2 separate regions of the Nomascus leucogenys genome follow, and region 1 is linked to region 2. Evidence: chromatin contacts called from public Hi-C data. All regions are on one chromosome and are shown on one strand. The core of a region is the stretch at or near the end of the contact, and the rest is flanking DNA. Distances in the headings are between cores, read along the strand shown.

Region 1 (6,439 bases), core at 566-3,065, 100 kb before region 2:
TTGGTGAAGCCCACAAGCCAGCTGGGGCTACAAGGGAAAAACAACTGTAGGGCAAGGCCTAGGCTGGCTTAGGTCAATAGCCATGTTTCTTTAAGGACAACATGTAGCAAGGGGAGTAGGGCTCCCCCAGGGAGCATCACATGGGGCTGAGGAGGTGGCTGGGCCAGGGAAGACAAGTAAGAAAAGGGATTAGTGTTTGAAGTTGACTTCCAATTGTGCTGTGTCTAGTCCTTTAGATGATACATTTTTTCTTTCTGTTTTGTTTTTTTTTGGCAATGCTTTAAAACCTGGTTTCTGTCCTGCAGAGCTACAGTTTTTCTCTCAGGGAGCTACAGCGGGGCATTCAACATGACAATGCCTGCTGCTCTTCCTCATTTAGCCGGTGTCCACTAACTCGGTGTTGTGGGCCATTTGTAAACCCTTATGGAGTAGACCCCAGGCAGACGTGGGGAAAGAAAGAGAGGATCTGTATAGACAAGAAAGCTGGCCATGTGGGAAGTCCAGAGCTCAAACCATGTGCCCCAGAGGACTGGTGCTGGCATTAAGCCTGTAAATCAAAGGCTTCTTTGGCAGGACCCTGGGCTGTTAGAATCACCCTAGGGAGCAGAGCCAGGGGACATTTTGGCTCCTGACTAGCAAGGCACAACCCTATAATGGCAGAAGCCCTTCTTTCCCCTCCCCGTTCCCCACCAGACCCACTTCCTTCATGGGCCTCTAGCACCCTTCCAAGCAGATGGGGTCAGGAATGTGAGCTGGTAAAATGGGCAGTGGAAGGGGCTGTACTGTTTCTTTACATCTCAGGGGGACTACAGCCAGTACTGAATGGCTTTTCTAGGGAGTATGTTAGAAAAGGGGAAACAGTAGAGAGGCAGGCAGAGAGAGACAAGGAAACTAGAAAGACAGAAAGGGAGAGTGCCTGGTCTGTGTAGTGATATTTTTTTTTTCCCTCCAAAAAGAGAGGAGAGAGTTCCTTGTCTGAGGGTAGGGGGCTGCCGGCTTTGAGGGCTAAGGAGTCTGGGGGCTTAAAAAATTGGGTCTCTGAGCCTAGGTTTACTATTTGTAGGGTCTCAGGAAGCTGGAAACTTTGGAGCGGAGCAGCTTGATGAAGGATTTTGGCAGCATCTCCTTGTGTTTCTCTGTGTACTTGAAGTAGTTCTGGGGGTGGGCTAGCACCTCAAAGAAGGCCTTGATGAGCTTCTTGTCCTGCAAAGGATGGCAGGGAGCAATGTCAGCCTCAGTGTCAGGGGTGGGAAGAAAAACACCATGACTCAGCAGCCCTTCTTGATGTCTACTAGGCATCCTACACTGAATATATCCAGAGGGCAACTCTGGATTCCCATTCCTACCATCTGCCCTTATTCTGGAATTCCACAACTGAGTCAGTGGCAGCTCCATCCTTCTGTTGCTTAGGCCCCAATCCTTGGAGCCATCCTTGAATCCTCTTTCTTGCTTACAAGTATAGCAAATCCTATTGACTCTACCTTCAAAATATGTCTGGGTCTGACCACTCTCATCATCTTCCCAAGCCACCATTGTCTCTGACTTGGAGTACTGTAGTAGCCTCCTAACTGGTCTCCATGCTTCTACTTTTGTCCCTCCATAGACTCTTCTCCCCACAGCAGGCAGAGTGACTTTTTGTGTTTTTAATTAGTTCATCTTTTTCCTGTTTGAAACTCTTCTCTGGTTTCTTTTATCACTCATAGGCTGAATGTGATCTGTGTCTTGCTTTCCACCTCCACTCTCGCTCCCTCTGCTGAGCCACACTGGCCTTCTCGAGGTTCCTGAACACACTAAATTGCTCCCATGCTCCTTAGCTTGGAATGCTCCTCCCTCATCTTCTAATGGGGAGCCCTTTTACCTCATTTGGGTCTCTTCTCCTTAGAGGCCTTTCCTGACCACCCTGTCTGCAACAGCAGCATGGTATGTGGAGAGCCTACTAGGTGCCAGGCACTGTGCATTAAAACTCAGATCTTCTGGCACCTAGGCTGGTGCTCCTTCCATGGCGTCAGTGGATTTTTCAAATAAGAAGTAGGGGTTTCAGCCTCTTACCCCACTTTAATCAGAACAGCTGCACTGCTTTATGTGTTGGAATTCCACAGTACATTTGATTTGAAATAAGGGTTCAGATGCTTTTAAAATGTTTGGAAAGTATTGTTAAAAGTATATTCTTTGAAGTCTGCAAGTTCTAGGTGATTTTTGTTGTCAAGGCTTTTATTTTGATGATAATATAAAAATATTTTGCTAATACTAACTTTTTTGCCGTGATAATTTATGAAGGATAATTCTGTGACTATGACTATAGTTTTTTGTTTTTTTTTTTTTTTTTTGAGACTGAGTCTCACTCTTGTTGCCCAGGCTGGAGTGCAATGGCATGACATCAGCTCACTGCAACCTCTGCCTCCCTGGTCCAAGCAATTCTCCTGCCTCAGGGTCCTGAGTAGCTGGGATTGCAGGCGCCCGCCACCACACCCAGCTAATTTTTTGTATTTTTAGTAAAGACGGGGTTTCACTACGTTGGCCAGGCTTGTCTGGAACTCCTGACCTCAGGCGATCCACCCGCCTCAGCTCCCCAAAGTGCTGGGATTACAGGCGTGATCCACCATGCCCAGCCAGACTATAGTTTCTTAAGGAAGATTTTCTCAAATTTGGATTCACCGACCCAGGGCATCTAGTCCATTCTTCAATGTTGGAAGTATTTATTTTCCTTGAAAAGAAGTCCGTACATAAATTGATTCTGAGAAAGCTGTGCTAGATCTGCCGCTGCTTTTTTTGTTTGTTTTTTTGAGACAGAGTCTCACTTTTGTCACCCAGGCCAGAGTGCGATGGCGCCATCTCGGCTCACTGCAACCTGCACCTCCTGGGTGCAAGCGATTCTCCTGCCTCAGCCTCCTGAGTAGCTGGGATTATACGCGCCTGTCACCGCACCTGGCTAATTTTGTATTTTTACAAAATTAAGACGAGGTTTCACCATGTTGGCCAGGCTGGTCTCAAACTCCTGTCCTTATGTGATCCACCCGCCTAGGCCTCCCAAAGTGCTGGGATGACAGGCGTGAGCCACCGCGCCCAGCCGATCTGCTGCTGCTTAATGAGGCCTGGGGAGGGAATAGGGGAAGGAAGGGACTTATGCAAATGTATCTTTCTATACTTCATTTTCCCTATGTCTCTTGGAAGAGGTAGGGACATTTCTTCTCCTCACTTTCCCTTTCTCTTCCAAGTTTTCCCCAAGGTGTAATATAGTGTGGGTGATGCTGCAGTCGGATAGGCTTGGGCTCAAATCCCAGCTTTCCCATGGGGCAGGTTCTTTAACTCTCTATGCCCCAGTTTTCCCATCTGTAAAGAGGCAATGGAGAAAGCACCTACCTCACAGAGCTATCGTGTCTATCAAATAAGAATATTCATGTAAGCACTTAGCATATTGCCTACATATTGTTACATGCTCATTAAATGTTAGCTATCATTATTGTTAATATTTATTCACCTTTAAAATCTCCTGGTGGTTTTCAGAGGCATAGAGCCGGCCATCTCGCACAATGTCTTCTACCAGCTGCTCATAGTCCTCTGCAAAGTCAACCAAGGGGAGGGGCTCAGGGGCGGGAGCTCTTCCTGCTCTCCTGGTTCCCTCTCAAAACTTACATACCTCCCCTTCTCACCCACCTCCTTGGCTTACCATCATAGGTAACATAGGGGATCTGGAAGCCACGGGCGCTGTTGGCCTCGCTTGTCTTGAAGTTGATCCAGAGCTTCCTGGAACGGGCAGTGAAGGCAATGGGACGCTCGTAGGTCTGGCAGGTCTCATAAGTGGTAATGGAGGATGGGGATGCTGGGAAGGCAAGCAGCAGGTCAGTAGAGCAGCAGGGCAGGCTACCTAAGCCCTCCTAGAATGTGCGCTGTAGAGCTGGTGGTGGGGGTATGGGGCAAGAGAGAGAATCATTCTGACAAAGGCTCCCGCTTCGCATACATACACCCTACCCCACACCCTCTCCCACTGCCCACTGGGCTCATTCCACAATTCCTCCTTGATACCTGGCACTCACATAGTGTAATAAATTTGACATTTAAATGAATGGAATGGCAAAAATGCTGGGATAGGAAAGTGATACATGTAACGCCATTGGAGTTCTAGCCCCACTGCTAGCTTTCTTTCTTTTTTTTTTTGAGACGGAGTCTCGCTCTGTCGCCCAGGCTGGAGTGCAGTGGCACAATCTCGGCTCACTGCAAGCTCCGCCTCCCGGGTTCACGCCATTCTCCTGCCTCAGCCTCTCCGAGTAGCTGGGACTACAGGCGCCCGCCACCACGCCCGGCTAATTTTTTTTTTGTATTTTTAGTAGAGACGGGGTTTCACCGTGGTCTCAATCTCCTGACCTCGTGATCCGCCCGCCTCGGCCTCCCAAAGTGCTGGGATTACAAGCGTGAGCCACCGCACCCGGCCCCACTGCTAGCTTTCTTAACTCTGTTTTCTACCAAACGTGTTATTGCTGTTTTCCTTTGTTAGCTTCTGCCTTCCTAAAGGCCTCTTACTATTTCACCCTCATAGATCCCTAACTTCACTGCCCAACTTCTTTCTGTATCAGTCTCTCTCTTTGTCTCTCCGCCTTAACCAGATTTGGACTGCCCTTCCCTGGCCCAGCTCTGCAAGCCACCCACAGTTCTTTCTCATGACGAGGACGTCCCCACACTCATCCTCAGATGGCAGGAAGATCTCTGGTACCACGATAAGGATCTTGCGCTTGGGTGGGGGGTTGATGTTCCAGATGCACTCCACACTGGCTGGGTAGTTGCCCGGGTAGTTGGGGGACTCAATATAGCCAGTGAACTCACCCAGCTCCCCACCACACTGACGATCTGCAGCCAAACCCCAGTGGATAAAACAAGAAAGAGAAGGGAAGTCAGTGGGGAAGTGCGCTGGGGGAATTGAAGAGTTCTGAAGTAGAGGTCAGACATTTATAGGAAGCCTGCATCCTAGTTCATCAGTATTTTCCAAGCTCTGAGTCCATCTTCCTTCCTGCCCTTTTAGTACCTTCTCTTCTCACTTCACCTGTCTCTGCTTCCTCATTACCTGTCTTCAGGGAGAGGGTGTTAACAGGGTCCAGCCGAGCAACTGACCTTGAGATTGAGTGAGTTGGGGAGAGGTGGAAGGTGGAGTTTTCCTGCCCCTCCACCCCCCAGCCCTGTTCCCTGTTGGTTTCACACCCCTCCTTTAGATGTCCACTGCTCCCAGGCCTTTCTCCTCCCTTTTCCACAGCCTGGCTTGCCACGTACTCTTGCATTGGGCCACACTGGTAGAGCCATCAAAGTCTGTGCTTGTGTTTCCTGGACAGCGGGTGCAGAAGTTCTGACGGAAATCGGGCTGATAGGAGCCCATGGCACAGCGAATGCAGCGATGGATGCTGGTATTGTAGTAGTGCCCTGGGGAGCACTGGACTGTAGGCAAGGGAGAAGGGCAGGAATCAAGATGGTAGGCAGGTGGGAGTTACGGGGCATGGGATGGACAGGATACATTCATCTTGGAGAATCAGGAGATCAGATACATCAAAGTTCTTTCTAGGGTCTCAACCTTTCCCAGTCGTGCCAGAATTTAAGCCCATGGAAAAACAGAGTTTACAGAGTGGTTGGCTACACTGCCAATCCTTTTCTTTCAGACGCTGAGCACAGTGCCAAACCTATGTAGAAACTCATTTGGGATATGGAGGAGAATATGCCACCAGTTCTCCAAAGTGGAGGGGTAAGTGGGACTGTTAATTATTTCTCAGTTCCCAAGCTTGGGACTAGTGGAGGAGCAGGGTGGGTCCTGGAAGCAGGATGATATGGTTGGTCAAGTAGCTGGGCCCATTACTGGTTTGGAGAAAATGGTGGGTCAGTGTCCACTTTGGGAAATTGGAGAGTTTTTTGGGAGTAGTTGGGGTTGGGGCATCCCCCAGGGAGGTGAGTAGCTTACTCACCTTTGGTGTCACAGTCTTGGAAGGAAATGGCCCCTTCATGCTTGGTGGTGAGGCCCCCACCACAAGGGAAGCATAGGGTCCGTCCTGCTTCAGGTTGGTAGGTGCCACGTGGGCATGGCTGACAGGGCTTGAACCCATCTGCAGAGTGTTGGCCAGGTGGGCACTGACCTGCAATGAATCAAGGGCCCAACTCTGATGGGGATGGTCCTGAGTCATCCCCATGGGGTCACCCGATCTCAGGGGACAAAGGCATACAAACAAGATGTTGACTAAGAGAGTGGCCTGGAGCCTGGGCCTGCCCTTTGGGAAATCCCATGCCCATGGGCATCCCAGTGCCCACCCTACCCCACTCTGTATTGTTTGTTCCCCTGGCACCTGCACACGTGGTGACGTTGGTGGCTCCAAGAGGCCCGTGGGCATCACTCCCAGGGCAAAGGTCGCAGGAGAGCTGCCCTTCTCTCTCCTGGAAGGTGCCCGCTGGGCATGGCACACACTGCTCC
Region 2 (5,828 bases), core at 2,132-4,631:
AGGACACAGCCAGAAGACAGCCATCTGCAAGCCAAAGAGAGAGGCCTCAGGAGAAACCAAACCTGCCGACATCTTCATCTTGGACTTCCAGTCTTTAAAACTGTAAAAAATAAATTTCCATTGCTTAAGCCACCCAGTCTGTGGTATTTTTTGGCAGCTCTACCTGCCAAATACAACTACATATTGTACAATTCTGTTTATATGAAGTTTTAGAACAGGTAAAGCAGATCAGTGGTTGCTTGGGCCCTGGGATAAGGAGACAGATACTGACTGCAAACGGGGACAAGGAAACCTTTGGAGATGATGGAAATATTCTGTTTGACTGTGGTGGTGGCTGCATGGATATATGTATTTGTAAAACTCATCAAAATGTACACTTAAAATTGGCACATTTATGAAAATTATACCTCAATAAAGTTGATTTTAAAAGAAAATATTTCTCTGGAATGTGGATGTCTGAAATTCAGAAAAAGAAACAAGATATTTGGTAAAAAGCATATACAAACTATGGAATGGAATGTAAGGGAGTTGTGAAGTCTGCCAGTGCTTCATAACTTTCATTCTGCAATTTTGAATGTTTAGAGAGGTGCATTCCCAGCAAACAAGGCTTTGCATAGTCTCACTCCTAAGTCCAAAGTGGGATGCAGATGGAGCTCTATATGCTAAAGGCCCCTGGAATCATAACCGTGTATTTCCTAAACTTTATTCATCACAACAGCCAACATTAAACATTAATCAACTAGTACAAAAATTGTATGTTCTTTAAAAAAAAAAAAAAAGCTGGGCTCGGTGGCTCATGCCTGTAATCCCAGCACTTTGGGAGGCAGAGGCGGGCGGATCACGAGGTCAAGAGATCGAGACCATTCTGGCTAACACGGTGAAACTCCGTCTCTACTAAAAATACAAAATTAGCCGGGCGTGGTGGCCGGCGCCTGTAGTCCCAGCTACTCGGGAGGCTGAGGCAGGAGAATGGCGTGAACCCGGGAGGCGGAGCTTGCAGTGAGCGGAGATTGTGCCACTGCACTCCAGCCTGGGCGACAGAGCAAGACTCCGTCTCAAAAAAAAAAAAGCTGAATACAAAATCTTGTGTCTTTCTTACCAACTCTCCATTTCTATCATCAACTGACGCTGAAGTTTTATTTAGCTGGATCCTTCTGGGTGTCCTGTTCTCCGACTTGAACCGGGCGTGGCATCAGAGCCCCTCTGGGATGCTTGACTTACAGTAACCAAAGATTCTCATTATGGCACTAGAGAGTGTCTGCCCTAGTTAGGATAACTACTTTCTAACACTGCAGCTCATGTTTCTTTTCTTACTATAGAGTAGAAAAGAGAGATGTGGATTAGATTATTTTAAGGTGTTTTCCAGCTATCCCCATCCCCGCCCCGCCCCGCCCCGCCCCACTGGGAGCTTATATTAGGTTCATTCATGACTTCACTCGTTCATCATTCAGCTATATGATAAGGTATGTCTCCGTGCCCAGCTATGTATAAGGGCTGGGGGTGCAGCAGTGGAGACGGACAGGGTGTGTACCCTCATGGTGCTCACATTCCAGCGCGGGTGGGGAGCGGCAAGCATCCCAAAACAAGCCAGCTTCAACAAGAATGTACTGGTTGGATGTTGGGGAATCTCGGGCAGGAGGGTGGGCTTCAGGGGCTCTCTGCCTCTCCACGCTTAGTGAAGCTGGTAGTCAGGCGGCCTCCCACTCCAGCAGGACAAAGTCTGGAGCAGGAAGGATTCTCACTTTCCAAAAAACGCCTGATGAAGTACAAAGAGGAGGGACTTTGCCGGAAGCCGCTATAGCTGACCTCTCCTTGTGCCTCGTTGGCCTGACTTGTGTCACGTGCTTTTACTTGAACCAATCACTGTAAAGGAGACAGGACCTGTGGACCAATCAAGCTTCTCCATGGAACTGGGTGTGGTGGGAATCAGCTGGGCGTGCCTCGGGGGACCAAAAATTAGCTACTGCTTATTCTAGTTGGCTTAAATTAACTCGAAGGTGCACGTAATAAACTTAAACAGTAGTTCAAGACAGCTGATAACGCTTTAACAACTTCCAGAAGTACTGACTTCAAATATTGGCGTTAACTGCAAACCAGGGAGTATCTTAACACGAAACAAATCAGGAATGTCAAGAGGTTTCACTTCATGTCTGTTATGAGAGGCGGTCAGGAAACGCTGCTTTCGGGAGGCAAATCTTGAGCTGTCTCTGGAAGCACACAGCTTGGCTTTGAGTTCCCAGCCCTGAGATTTCCCGCTGGTTAAGTCCCTTAAGTTCTGGAAGCTTCAGTTTCCTCTCCTGTTAAATGGGCACTATAATAGCTTTTATGTAGGATTTGTAAGATGACTAAATGAGATACTATACGTGAAGTCCTTTTAGTACAGTGCCTAGCATATAATGAGTGTTTAATATATTTTGGGTGTTATTATTATTTAACTTGTGCAGAGTCATCCCAATTGCCAACATCACTAGATAGAAGTGGATAGTTCTCTGTTTCTGACCCACACCTTCATCTTCTCAGAATCTGATTTTAGGTCGCAGTTGATCAAGTATAGGAGTACTTTATTACAGGTATTTGTCAAGATTCTATCCACTAGTATTTCTTTTCTCCCATGCTTCTCCACCGCTGTAGCTTCAGAAGGTGATAGAAAAGTCAGGTTAAGGGTTCTGAAGTCAGACTCCCTGGGTTCAAGCCCCTGGCTTACCACTTACTCACTCTATGGCCTTGGGGGGATATTTAAGTTCTCCTCATCTGTAAAGTGGTGTAAAAACAACATATTTGTCATAGGGTTGTTGTGTGTATGGCAGGAACATGTCTACATGAAGGGCTCCCCAAGATCCTGGCATTATGGTAAGCACTTGATACATGTCTCTTGTATTATTACCATTTCATTTATCAACCATGACTCCTGTCTCTATTCCTGTTGTCAGTCCCAATCCCTCTTCTTAACTCCAGGTGCTTATTTCCAGATGCCTGCTGAACAATTCCTCATAAAGATCCAGCCAAAACTTAATTCTCAATCTATCCTAAAATACACCTAAAAAACACCCATCCACTCTCCTCATTCCCCAAATCTCCTCCTCCTCCTTACAACCATTCTTTCCATTAAGGTCAGCACCTATGGGAAACAAAAGGCTTTGTTCCCTGTTTTAAGAGTTCCAGACATTAGAAAGCCTTGCTCCCCCACCCCCGCACCCCCAGATTCTCAGAGTTGCAGGGCACTTCCACTCAACATAAGGGAAATGAGGCCAGAGCTGTGACGTGACTTGCCTAGGGTCACTAGCAAGTGGGAAGCAGAAGAAATCCATGCCTCCTGTCTTCAAGGTGACTATCCTTCCACCATCCCATGGTTTGCAGTTTCTCTGAGCCATTGAATCACCCTGCCATGGTTGTCCTAAGGGCCCCCTCAGCAGGCTCACAGTCCGGGAAGTTGGGGAGGGGCGACTGGGGGTGCCCAAGTAGTTCTTGAAGCAACCAAAAATCAGATTTTTCATAAGCTGAATCTCTTGTTTATCCTGAGTTGTGTGAGGGTGGGGGAGACGGGGGAGGTTAGCTCCTTTGAGAGTTTCCAAGCATTACGAGCAAAGTAAAACCCAAACTGAAGGATATGAGTCATTCTGAGTGTGCCTCTGTTGGCCACAAATGGGTACAAGAGATGTAAGTTCTGCAGAGGTTGTGAGTGGCTTAGCCAGTGTTTTTCAATGAGAAATTCCACAGCATGGAATTTGAGGGTGCCCAAGGCAGCTCTCTATGCCTCTTACTGCAATCCCATCTCTGTTAGCCCTGACAGATCTCAGGTGAGTAACTCTGCAACTGATTGGTGCTAAACGGGGGGGCCACATAGGCTTCAGACACCAAAACAGCCATCTAGCTCATCGCGTTGCACTTCCTCAGACTATTGAAGTCACAAAATTCCTGCCATTCCTGAGCTTGTAACAGAGACTCAGACCCAGTGACCTCCTTTTGTTCCCGTTGGGGACTGCAGCCCCTCTGCAAGTTTAAACTGTTCAAATGAGCTCCAGCTTCATCTTAGAGACGCTATCGGTGAAGGAAAGGGGAGTGGAGAGGCGGCACTGGGAAGGACTTACAAGGTGAAAAAGGATGGCCACGACTTTCCCCGTTCCCCCGCCACACCGTTGTGGGAAGAAAAAAAGTCCCAGAGAAAAACTGGAGTATAAAACTGTTCTCTCTTTATGGAGACAGAAAATAAAATAGAGGTTACCAGGGTCTGGAGGGAGCAAGGGACGGGGAATTATTGTTTAATGGTTACAGAGTTTTTGTTGGGGACAATGAAAATGTTTTGGGTATAGATAGTGGTGATGATTACATACCATTGTGAATTTATTTAATGCCACTGAATTGTACACACTTACAAATGGTTAACATGATAAATATTATGCCATGTACTTGGCCACACACAAAAAAAACTACAATAATGTCCTAAACACCCTCCCCCCACATTTCTTTTGAGATGGACTTCTAATAGGCTGGCCCTCAAATCTGTGAGGCTGGGTTCTTTGTCAGGAGATCATTATACTTTGCTTTAAGCTGGTGGTTCTAAAGAATTACGGATGACACAAATGACTGAAACTGATTTATTTCTCAAGTGTTTGAGGTTCCTTCATCCCTACCCAATAATATCTAGTCAGGAAAAGCTTGTCTTAAACAAAGTCAGAAAAATAAAAGAAAATGCACAAGCCGTCATCTAAAGTGGACCCTGGTTTAAGAAAATCTCAGATTTGGAAAACAAATTGGAGACTGATGATTTGCCTTATGAAAGATTGCTTCCCTTAACAAAAGAGTTTACTCAAAAGTTCTTTAAGAAGAGAGCCCCCGGTGCATTTAATGATATTATTGGATTAAAAAAATCATCTGGACTATTGAAGGGCACTGCACTGTAAATATATGAATACATTGTATTGTGTTGTAAGAGTGGGAATAAAAGAGTCAGGATTCTTTGACAAATGGAGCATTTTGTCCCGAAGTAACACAAAGAGAGAGCAAGATGAGTTTTCTTGGCTTAAAATCCTGGCAGCTTTCTGGAAAGGCTTTGGAAGTTTATGTGATTTATTTAAGACCAGCTAAGCCCAAGGCCTGTGACACATCCATTTTGAGAAAGGGCCTGTGCCAAATTTAGGGTCAAAGTTCTAACGCTGCTCATGCTAACCCCCATCACCTGCCCATTTAATCATAAAGGTTCTCAGACGTGAGCTCAACTCTGTCCTGCAATGGCAGAAAAATATATCTGTTGCCAGAAAGTGGATTCTCCAGTGATGAAGAATGATCCTTATTTATGTCTGCATAGGTACATTCTGGGGCCCATAAAGGTTTAATTGTCCCTCTAACTAGTTTTTTAAAAAACCCACAAAGAGGCTGCCAGCTTTCCCCAGAGTTTAAAACCAACTGAATGTGGTTCTGTGGAAACTGCTTTAAGTGTGTAACTCGCGCCGTGTCCTGGGGCACAAGGCGTGATTGTTTTGGGGACTCAAAAGATGCAGCTCTTAGGAGGACTTTTAAAGTCAGTTTTTGTGGCTTTCGGCTGCTGCTGACCCTGGGTTACTCTGCAGAGAGAGAGAGAGAAACTACTTCATCTAGGAGCCAGGCTCTAAGTTACTCCCATGGTGCCACTGCCCCCTGCTGCCACCTTCTGATTGGGGTGGGAGGCACTCCAGTGTCACAGGGCCTCAAAAGTCCTTTTCTCTCAGACATTGTCTTTGCTGGTTTAAAAGGCTCTCTCAGGAAGCTAAGGACAGAGGAGACACAGAAAGAGAGAAAACATGTCTATATGTTTATGAGATAAAAAGAGAAAGACCCTGGTAACCGAGACT

The links. A called contact is a pair of places that touch in the nucleus more often than the background predicts.
Region 1: a contact with region 2 is called in a Hi-C map of an unstated tissue, with 2.5 times the contacts expected there. The contact joins two enhancer-like sites. A contact is called at or near these places in 2 of 4 Hi-C or Micro-C datasets (a lymphoblastoid cell line and an unstated tissue).

Annotation. Positions count from the first base shown.
Region 1 is chr22a:56,309,032-56,315,470 of Asia_NLE_v1, reverse strand. It overlaps SCUBE3 (signal peptide, CUB and EGF-like domain-containing protein 3), which reads right to left. Exons shown (of 23, transcript XM_030802568.1): 17 at 6,315-6,439; 18 at 5,940-6,107; 19 at 5,260-5,421; 20 at 4,645-4,842; 21 at 3,668-3,820; 22 at 3,479-3,558; 23 at 1-1,203. The coding sequence ends at 1,054. Among named protein-coding and RNA genes, the nearest start is that of ZNF76, 13 kb to the left of the region's middle. Within about 2 kb of position 1,815, the one cell type or tissue checked has an H3K27ac peak away from gene starts, as active enhancers do. A contact at or near this core is called in a lymphoblastoid cell line, where this site is marked.
Region 2 is chr22a:56,210,219-56,216,046 of Asia_NLE_v1, reverse strand. No RefSeq gene overlaps it. Among named protein-coding and RNA genes, the nearest start is that of TCP11, 8.2 kb to the right of the region's middle. Within about 2 kb of position 3,381, the one cell type or tissue checked has an H3K27ac peak away from gene starts, as active enhancers do. A contact at or near this core is called in a lymphoblastoid cell line, where this site is marked.